2 separate regions of the Bombyx mori genome follow, and region 2 is linked to region 1. A link is a contact called in public Hi-C data. All regions are on one chromosome and are shown on one strand. Each heading gives the region's core, a stretch centred on a gene start, on an enhancer-like site or on the middle of the called end of the contact. The rest is flanking DNA. Distances are from core to core; before and after follow the strand shown. Region 1 holds the start of LOC105842081 (adenylate cyclase type 8). Region 2 overlaps LOC732885 (very low-density lipoprotein receptor).

What was found. A called contact is a pair of places that touch in the nucleus more often than the background predicts.
Region 2: a Hi-C map of whole pupa shows a contact between it and region 1, with 2.4 times the contacts expected there. The contact joins the enhancer-like site here to the promoter of LOC105842081 in region 1. A contact is called at or near these places in 2 of 7 Hi-C or Micro-C datasets (both in whole pupa).

The regions. Positions count from the first base shown.
Region 1 is chr4:8,309,210-8,314,272 of ASM3026992v2, reverse strand. It overlaps LOC105842081 (adenylate cyclase type 8), which reads right to left and starts at 2,799. Exons shown (of 21, transcript XM_062668205.1): 1 at 2,664-2,799. It overlaps LOC134198765 (a long non-coding RNA gene), which reads left to right and starts at 8. Exons shown (of 2, transcript XR_009972948.1): 1 at 8-429; 2 at 537-1,780. LOC134198764 (a long non-coding RNA gene) reads right to left here. Exons shown (of 2, transcript XR_009972947.1): 2 at 4,302-5,056.
Region 2 is chr4:8,381,019-8,386,089 of ASM3026992v2, reverse strand. LOC732885 (very low-density lipoprotein receptor) reads right to left here. Exons shown (of 5, transcript NM_001110326.1): 4 at 4,622-4,771; 5 at 2,998-4,534. The coding sequence ends at 3,375. Among protein-coding and RNA genes, the nearest start is that of LOC101741074, 3.6 kb to the left of the region's middle. Within about 2 kb of position 2,114, at least 1 of the 8 cell types and tissues checked has open chromatin away from gene starts, as enhancers often do.

The sequences.
Region 1 (5,063 bases), core at 1,550-4,049:
ATAGACATTAAAATAAGACATGACTTAAAGGTTTTAGTTACCAGGTCATAAAATCCCTTAAAAGACATGTCATGTAAATAAACATCTACACACGTTTCAAACGACATAGATCAGGAGCGGAGACTTTCCATTAGCGACGCGACTTGATCGAGGACGCCTGTGTAATGAATAAATTACACGCTGAAACACTGTTCCGTTTTCCATTCATTAAACGACCAGTCTTAAGAAATATGACAAACTAAGGTTTTGTCTATTCAATACCACAATATTGGTTACTGTTACCGCTGATATACATATACACAATAACATAAAAAAGCGTTGAAATTTTTGTGACCATGAAAAACTCAACTGTAATAATGAAGACGTATTTCGGTCTCAGTTTACATTTTACTCAGTCGGAATTTATGCAACAGTGTATCTCCAACTTTTGTAAATATATTTGTTATGGTTACAACATATTTCGTAAACAGTAAAAAAAATAAGGAATTTCGTTAACAACTCATTTTATAAGTACCTATGTATTTTGGATGTTTCAGAATCGTGATCAATTATAGCTATCACTAAAATTTGGTACCGCGGCAGTTAGCCCACGCTGCTGCTTCTCTGACGATTGTGTTGAGAAAAATCAGAATCGGATCTTGGTTTGGTCAGTTCAGCGCATGGAAAATTATTCACGAGATCTGAATGAATCCTTTGAAAGATGGCCTAAGTATCAGGGTGTATGGAGAAAATGGACCCACTACTAGAGGATCATGTTGGAGCGCTGCGGCTGTTGTAACTTCGTTACTTTCACAATCAGGAACTAGCCCCGTGCAGGAGCTACATATAGGTAAAATACGCAGGCCATCGACCGCACCACCACCACATAGAGGAGGTGCGTCGTTTGTTAAGGACCCTTGTTTACGGAAGAAACCGGCTTAATGCGATGGCTGTCCCAAGCAGCTGGACCCAAACAGCCAATAAGCGTGAAAGATCCAACGACTGTCTAGAATGAGGCTGAAGTACTCTGCTTGCATGTTACTACCTTAATACGGACGGGCTTAATGTGTGGTGGACAAGGCAATGGGACACCATTTCACTGTGTCTACCACGAAATTCACTTATAGGAAGCAAACTGAAAAGTGCAACAAAGCCACGCGATCCGCTTTCCGGCTTTTTACTGCGTTACTCCATACGGCATTGCCAACATTTTTCAAAAACATATAGTTAAAAATCAAACAAACTCTACGTATGATACGCGAGGCTATCTTGATGATAATAGTATATTAAGCAGAAGATCCCGATCTCCTCAAGCTCCTGTTAATTAGTATTAGTACATCCCTCTTATGACCGTGGTACTAGTATCCTCATTGCCTTTCAATTTAACTCCCTAATTCCAAATCCCCTAAATCTATTCGGAAAAACTCGGCATAGAGCGTCATGCATATCCACAGGAATGAAATAACCATCCTTTTTATTTTTCGGTCTGACAAGAATTCGTTAACTTTATCATATTCAGCTGTAATTAGTATTCAGTCGTATCATATTGATTTGTTCTACATGCATTTGAATAAAAATCGAGAGACATAAATACAAACAAATCTAGGGTCCAAATTAAGAACCTGTGCTTGAAGTCGTCGCATAGAACCATAACTGTAAGAATAAGACTTCAAATTTCAACGTTCACTTTATTTATATTCGCGATTTTTTAAGCTTGACTGTTCTTAGAATGATGACAACGTTGATGCTTTGAGAAGATTTTGTTTTATAAATAATAAAATATTATAATACTCTACTAAAACCTTTAGTACTTAATCTCGAAAGATCGATAAAGCACTTGTTGCTAGTGCTTATTTTCCCAACGTAAGCGGGTTTCAATGTTCAATCTGTCTTAATCTTGTAAATCTGAACAATCTCTTTTTAAACATTTTAAGATTTAAAGTTTTAAAATAGAATAATATGAAAATGTTTAATAGTCTGTCTAATTTTGGACAGTTTAAAACAATTTCATTTAAATTTAATATTTATTGAAGATATTTTCTAAAGTATGTTCCTTTAGCAATTTACAGTGAAGTATTAACATTTTTATTGATTATAACGGTAAGTAATTGTAAAGCAAAAGAAAAATAATGATCAGCTGATCACATTATATATGGATATTTTTTTGGAGATAGAGGAACAAACGAATTCGTGACACATCCACTACTAAGGGCTTACCGGATCTCATTAAACTCACATCTAGCATGCTGTTGCCTTAAACGAATAAGATGAAGTATTTTTATTTTTTGTTTATATTCTAGAACACGATTGCTTATGACAACGTGATAATATGAAACATTAAACTATAGACAAATATCATTCTACGAGTTCTAGTCTTAGTTAAGTATAATGTCGGATTTTTTATTTGAATTAAGTTTCTTGACTTAATACTAATTCATTACTAACGTTCTATGTATGTACCAATCGAAACAAATTTTTCCTATTAAATGGAATATTATGCCTATTGTTTCCCGCCGAAATCATTGAAGAATTTGATGATGTAAGCAGCCACTATGAACTTCAATTATTGACCTACAATTCAAAGCACCGCGGAACTGATCCTTCGTAAAAATTTAAGCGGCTATTGAGAGTATTTCAGTAATAAATTATTTAGTAAAACAGAACACTGTAGTGCACTAAATTGCCTTATTATTGAGCGTGTTGAGATGTGAGGGCGCGGGTGGTGGAGCAGTCAGGACGGGCGGCGCGAAGGCGGTGCGCGCACGTGCTCGCGCGCGACTGCCGCGGCCGTCGCCAACCGCCGCGCCGCCCACCGCGCCGCACTCACCGCGCCGCCCCACGCGCCCTCTGCGCTCAGCCCCGAACTACATTGATTCTACTCGCATTTTGTGAACACAACGCTCTTTGTCTCTTCTGTACGGTAATTTAATTTGAATTCGAAATTGCTGAAAACAGCTTTGCTTTCAGTATTTATCCTTAATGAGGTTTTTTCAAATCCGAGTTATAGAAATACATAAACTTAAACTCATTTGTGTCTTAACTACATAATAATATGTACATGCAACATATACCTACTTAAATTGGGGACTACTGTCCGAGAAATTGCTTATGAAATTGTATATTTTTAACTAATATACCTACTTGATCGTTATGTATCCCTTCCACTGGTTTAATGTTTCACCTGTTTCTCATTATGGTTCATATCTCAGTGTATTAGAAAAACTTCGTTAGACTTTAAGTACTTACTTTTATAAATGTTACACATTTAAAAGTTACCAAAAAAGGCAATACCAAAATAAAACCCAAAAAATGGCGATTGTGCCACATGCCTACGTTTTGATTTTTGTATATGTTTTAGATATGTATAAAATTAGAAAAATTATAAAAATGAGAATTTTTTCAGCTTCCATACATTCAGCATTTTGTTAGTAAAATAAAATAAAAGTATATCATACATAGGTATAAGTGGAGCCTAAATCAGTTAATAATACTTCTATGGCGTATTTGCAGTCGGATAAAATTAGTGGCGAATTGATTAGTTCTTTCCTTATTAATCTCATTCTAATTCTCATTCGGTAATTTTAACATTTTTTTGTACTTTTAATCTCTAAACACATTTTATTTACAACTTTTTAATAGTACATTGTTTTTTATAGGATAGAATGGCAGATGAGTTCACGGTCCACCTGTTATGTGCTTATCGGAGGCCAAAGACAGCATAACGTGAATGCCTCTAGGTATCCGTCCTGAAGCACGAGTACCTACTACCTATCAAATGTATAGTAGAACGGGTATCCCATCCTTTAAACCGAAACGAATTACTCCTTTGCGCCAAAAATAAGCAAGGTGGTGGTTCCTACTGTGGTATGAAAACATATCCTACTACCAGAAAAATATAAATATAAAGTATGTTCGAATATATAGGTACTTTACTAGTAATATATTTTTTTTACATTATCACAAGTAACATATCTAACACATGTTCTTAATAGATTATCAATACGATGACGTAAAATTGTTTAAAAAACAAAGAAACTTAGCTGTTGCCAATTGATACCAAAAATAGGCTACACCATTGCACATAATTAGCGTTACGAGCTCACAATACAATTATTGCACTATGATTTTATTACGCCCCATTACTCCTTCATAGCAGTCCGTGATCTTACCTATACCCAATTGTATCGAGTTCTACGATTATGCCAAGGCCTAAATCCTGCGACAGGTAGGTATAAATTTCTATAGAAAATAGTCGTGGCCTAAACAATAAGACTCAATAAGTCGCCCAGTGTACTCGTATCACGCGAGATAGAATATCAAACAAGATTTTATTTTATTTATTTATCGTATGGCATTCGTTTACACTGCGTGGTTATAATTTAAATTTACATTTTGTGAAATAATCGATAGCTTCTTCTGTTACATTTTTGAGATCTTCCACTTGGCTTGCGAATCTCGTTAGTGGGCATTCCATGACAATGTGGCGTATAATTTGCTCTGGGCATCCGCATTCGTTTTCCGTCCAGCCCCATCTCTTCCGCAGTTGATTACAGTGACCAACTCCCGTTCTCAGGTGGTTAAGCACGCACCAGATTGGGCGTTTTTCTTTGAAACCAGGTGGGCGGGAGTGTGGATTCAGCTCGAACAGTTCAGGTGGAATACATCTGGCTGACCATTCTTTAAGATTGAATATGCCGATGTTCAAATTCCGCAGACACGTATCATTTTCCGAAAGAAATATTTATTTAACTGAACTCGTTACGAAGGACTTCCGTGTTGAAAATGAAATAAAAATCAAACCGGTAAATTAGTTCAAAAGCACGCATCGCACGCTCGCATTTTAGTTTAAATCGTAGGTCAGCCACCATTATAATGCAATTGCTCGATATTGTTGGCCTATAATAGCAGAACACTATCTCGTCAGAGATAGTCCCCAACTTCCCCGTCTGTCCCGTCTTCCCAACCATTGAGGACTATAGGATTTACCGAAAAGCAGTTAGATGCAAATTTTGTGTCCTCATATTAAGGCTATCCGTGACCGCATCGTGTTTCTATTTGGCAGACTTTACCCGATGATCTGCAAG
Region 2 (5,071 bases), core at 865-3,364, 73 kb before region 1:
CGCCACCTCTCCCATGCGGGGCAGGCAACGAGCGTGTGCTCCGCCGTGTCCAAGTCGCAACCACAATGGTGGAACTCTGCCGTCGGCTCGGCTCCAATCCGGTGCAGGAACTCACCGAAGCAACCATGCCCAGTGAGCACCTGCGTGAGCAGAAAAGTGAAGCGTCCTCTGTCACGATTCACCCAATCCACAAGGACCGGGACGAATCGTCTCGATGGTCCTACGACCAGCCGAAGGATCGGCCAGCCGCCTGGACAAAATTTTCAACCTAGGACATTTCACTTTGCTCAAAACTCCCATATTCATATAATTTCCATTTCATACACTAGGGCTAATTCGGTGTGTCTTCCAACAGTCACTTGCTGTTTACAGGTGGATGCTTATTCACTTGTCCCTTATACAGGGTGGCCCATAAGTCCTTTGAAAAGTAAAATTTGAATAAAACGAACAGGGCGCGCGTGAGCGGTGCAGGGGAAGCGGGGGGAGTAACTTCGATTTCTGGGAATTTAGTCGCGATGGAGCGTTTTACCGGAGCGGACCGTGCGTTTTGTGTGCGCGAGTTTTATAAAAAACGACAATTCGGCAACCGTTGCGCGGCGTAAATTTCGAGAACACAAAGGTTTACACAACTTTGACGACACTCCAACTCTTCAAACGATTAAGAACTGGGTTGCTAACTTCGAGGAGACCGGTTCGACGTTAGATAAACCGCGGTTGGGTCGCCCAAGGACGTCACGTACGGAACAAAACATAGACACAGTGACACAGTCTATTCGCGAAAATCCGACACAGTCAACTCGTAAGCGATATGTGGCTATGATCGAAGAGTTTTTCATACCAGAATTGCAAAACTTTTCAGGCTTTAATGCCAGGACGTGGTTTCAACAGGATGGGGCCACTTCTCACACCTCTAACACTGCTATGCCCGTTATCCGTCAACTTTTTCCTGGCAAAGTTATCTCTAAGAGAGGAGACATTTCCTGGCCTCCACGTAGTCCAGATCTGACCCCGATGGATTTTTTTTTGTGGGGCTACCTTAAGGCTAAAGTATACGACACAAACCCGCGGTCAATTGAGGCCCTAAAAGAAAACATCCGCAGAGAAATGACAAGCATTTCAGCAGTGACGTGCCGCGCAGTCATCGACAATTTTAGACGTCGTTTGCAAGAGTGCCGTGATCGCAACGGATTACATTTAGGAGATGTTATTTTCAAAAAATAATTCCCGTTTTTTAAGCTTTTTATGTAAATAAAAATTTAATTCATAATGTAATTAGTTTTATTTTAATAATTTTTTTTCATATCAAAGGACTTATGGGCCACCCTGTACAAGACAGTTCTCCTTACTTCTACCCTCCATAATTTTGAAACGTAATTTTAGGATCACAATTACTTAGTTTAAGTTATTGTGGCCATGACTGTAGATACTATTGGTATGGTTTCCATTTCTTGTGAGTATCGAAATATTTTGTTTCCTTTTTTCGCTTAATTACAGTACAATTTCACGGCCCACCTTGGTTTAAGTGGCTACCGGAGTTTATGGAGATTACAATGTGAATGCCGCCACCCTTTTTCGATTTTCTATTAAAAAAATCACCTTGTATTGCGGATTTAATCGCTACAAGCTAGGATTGTCTGCTGATTATCGTAAACACACATGTGAGACATGTTATAGTTACCCTTCGAACCCGAAAACCAAATGTCTTTGTTAAAGATAGGTACTGATTTGCAGCATGAATTAAATTGAACACTGTGTTGTTAGATGGTTAGCCACTGGAGAATGTAATGTTGGATTCTTTGGATAAATGACAAACGTTTCTCGGGCTTACATTTTTATTGTTACATATTCACAGGTAGAATCTTACATCCTTCTCACACGTACGTCGTATAGAATATGGCGGATCAGTCAAAGAGTGTAGGTATTTCGTAGAAGCTACAAATTTGCAGCTACATCTACTCCATCCCCAACAACCACTTTGTTGCCTGCACCGGAGTCTGAGAAGAGGACAAGAAGCGGAAGACGAGTACGATTCCCAGACTTCTACCAGACCTAGCTAGATCAGAACATCGATCGCTGTCGCGATCTCGGAGGAGAGCGCTGTGGCGAGCCCGAGTGCGGACTTGCGCTGAGTACGGCCATGCGCTGGAACATCGGACGAAAATATTCGATGGTACTCGCAAGTGCTTTTGTTCGGTTGAGTTCGGAGCAGACATACGCTGGGTGCTCCGCTATTAACTTCTGTATTATATCGCTCTTTAATTAAATATAAAATTGTAGTTAATAAAAGTTGTAATTGGTGGTATCATTTCACTGCCACGAAACCACAAGTGGTCAGTCATCAAAGGTTAATGTTATGAGAATCGGCATTGGGTCGCATACACATTACAGAGAATAACGATCAAAAGAGTACACTAACACTTCTGTGACGACTCCACGTCTTTATCTTATAAGCTTAAAGCTTATAAAACTAGCTGTATAACAGAGTAAAAAAATTATAAAAAATAAAGTTAGTGTCCATTGTAACCAGTTTTTATTAATTCAACTGGTCAGATGGAAGTTCACGACCCAGCTGATCCTAAATGGTAACATAATCTCATAGAAATCACAATGCTGCCATTGCCACAGCTTGAGACATCAGGTCTAAATCTCAATCATATCAACCTCATCAAAACAGCTATCTTACTCTACAAATCGGTATGCACGCTTACTGCGCAGGCAGGATAGTGATAGTGGTTAAACTTAATCTTGCCGGCATATTGTTTACAAATCCAGGTGATTATAACAATGGCAAAGTTTTCTTAACACAGTATTTTTGTATTATCTGACAATCTTTTTTTTTAACGTGGCTAAAAAAACCTTTGGAAAATTAAATCCTTAAGGGCTTCATCTTTAAATAGCTTCATAGTAATGTCATTGTTTAACTTTATATCGTATAGCAATAATTTTCTTGTAGTTATGAAAAATTTAAAGTGAAAGTGATAATTAAAATAAGACAAATTTATAACCAATTTATTTTATTACTCATAATGTAAAACTTACTCGCTAAAAAGAAACATCAAGGTCTACCTATCTTTGTAACAAAGATGATTATTATTTTTCTTCAAAATAAAAATGGAGCTTACTTTGGAGTGGACTAACTTTCGACACATTATAATGATTATACATCATTGGGCTTGGAATTAAGTTAGATAATGATGAACTACATGTATGTACTGTAACCATCGGATTTTTAAATAATTAAGTGGGAAAATTATATTAGAAAGGACACTCAATTTACGACGACAAAATAATATTACATGTTGCAATGTAATTATTGATAAAATTATTGAGTATTTATTTACATGTGTACAGTCTTTTTAAATAACTTAAAGAGATCACTTCTTAACGTTGTATCCTTCGCCCTGAGGATCCAAGATCCATGGATAGTTGTTAGGACACTCCATACAAGTGAAAAGACGTAATGTCTCTCCTGGTAACTCTCTAGTTGTTAGTGGACAGGCGTTCGGCAGGGAACAGAAAGGTTGACCTTTGACGTCACATTTATCTTGTTTCCATTCTTGGAAGTCACGGAGTGATGATAATTCGGTAGGGTTTTGCATCCATTGAATAACCTGAATTAGTGAAGTGAAGTATACATCGTTCTTTTCCAACATTTCTTCGATAAACTTGATTAATTCATCTCTGTATTCTTTTTTAGATTTAAGCCAGGAGGCGTGGAAGTGGAAGCCTAAGGGAGCGCGGTTGGTTGTGTAATGACGGTTGAAGTTGTGTCGGAGAAGACGTCCAAATTGTTCACCACTTTGGATGTTTGAACATGAGTCTACAACGTGGCAACCTGGTAGAGATTCATCAAATGTGGGATCGTCCCTTCTGTCCAATTCATTCATGACCATTTCCCAAACGGGGTGACTTCTAGACGGACAGTTGTGGGCGTTGCCGTTACACTTATGTGGCATGCGGAAATACAATGTGTAAGGCCATATCGGGACGCGTCCAAGAGGAGCAGTGATGGATGCATCATACACGAAGTATTGATCACCCATCATTTCGAATTGTTTGTTTCCACCGACACGTAAGTAAGGCGCCCGAACTCCAATTATAGAAGAGTCAGTGATATTTGCGTAACGTTCAATGATAAGACGAGCTCCGGCCATTTCAGCCAACCAATCATCGTACGAACCACTCGTCCAGTATTGCGGATCATCTTTATGAGTTATGGAAAATACAGAAATTTCATGTCCTTTGCGGTGTAATTCTTGTACAGCTGCATAGTTAGTATACTTGTGTGAGACGAAAAACGTTCCTTTAATTTGACAACCGTTAGGATTATGACGATTACCGTTGAATATTTGTTCATATAAATCGATGTTGTCAACATTCACAGCACCGTTAAATGTAATAGTAACCATTTGAGGTACTTGATTTGGTTCAATTCCACCTGGGATACGTGTACCGTCAGCAGAACAGAAACAGTCAGGTAGGACGCACTGGTTAGGATCACAGTCAGGCGCTCTATTTGGGTCCAGTTCGACAGCTGTTGGCAGAACACATGATTTATTGGCATGCAATTAAAATAATTTCTTTCAACAGTTTTGTTGTTTTTCAAAATAATTATACTTACTGCAAGCATTTTCATCGGATTCATCTTTGCAGTCTGGTTTACCATTACAGAACAATTCTTTTTCAATGCAATCTCCGCTGCCACAAGCCAATTTACCTTCAGGACAAATAGGTTCGTCCGTTTTCAAGATTGGTAAAACTTTTCGTGGCTCTGAAATAACAATTAATTTTTAAGAAAAAATTTAAATCACCTGCTCACTAAGGAAGAGGTAAAGTCGGATGGATTGTTGAAATGGGTACATAGGATTTATTTCACAGTTTTTTCTTTCAATTATTTAAAATTGCTTGCAACCTATTATTGTGGTGAAACAACCTTTGGTACATCTGTTCACTTTGTTGTCGTATTGTGTACAGAGGGGGGGACAATCGAAATTCAGAAGAGAAAGTTGAGCGAAGCGTGATAGTTTAATCTAAGTTAAAAGACTAAGTTATCAGAAAAGGTAGGTAATGT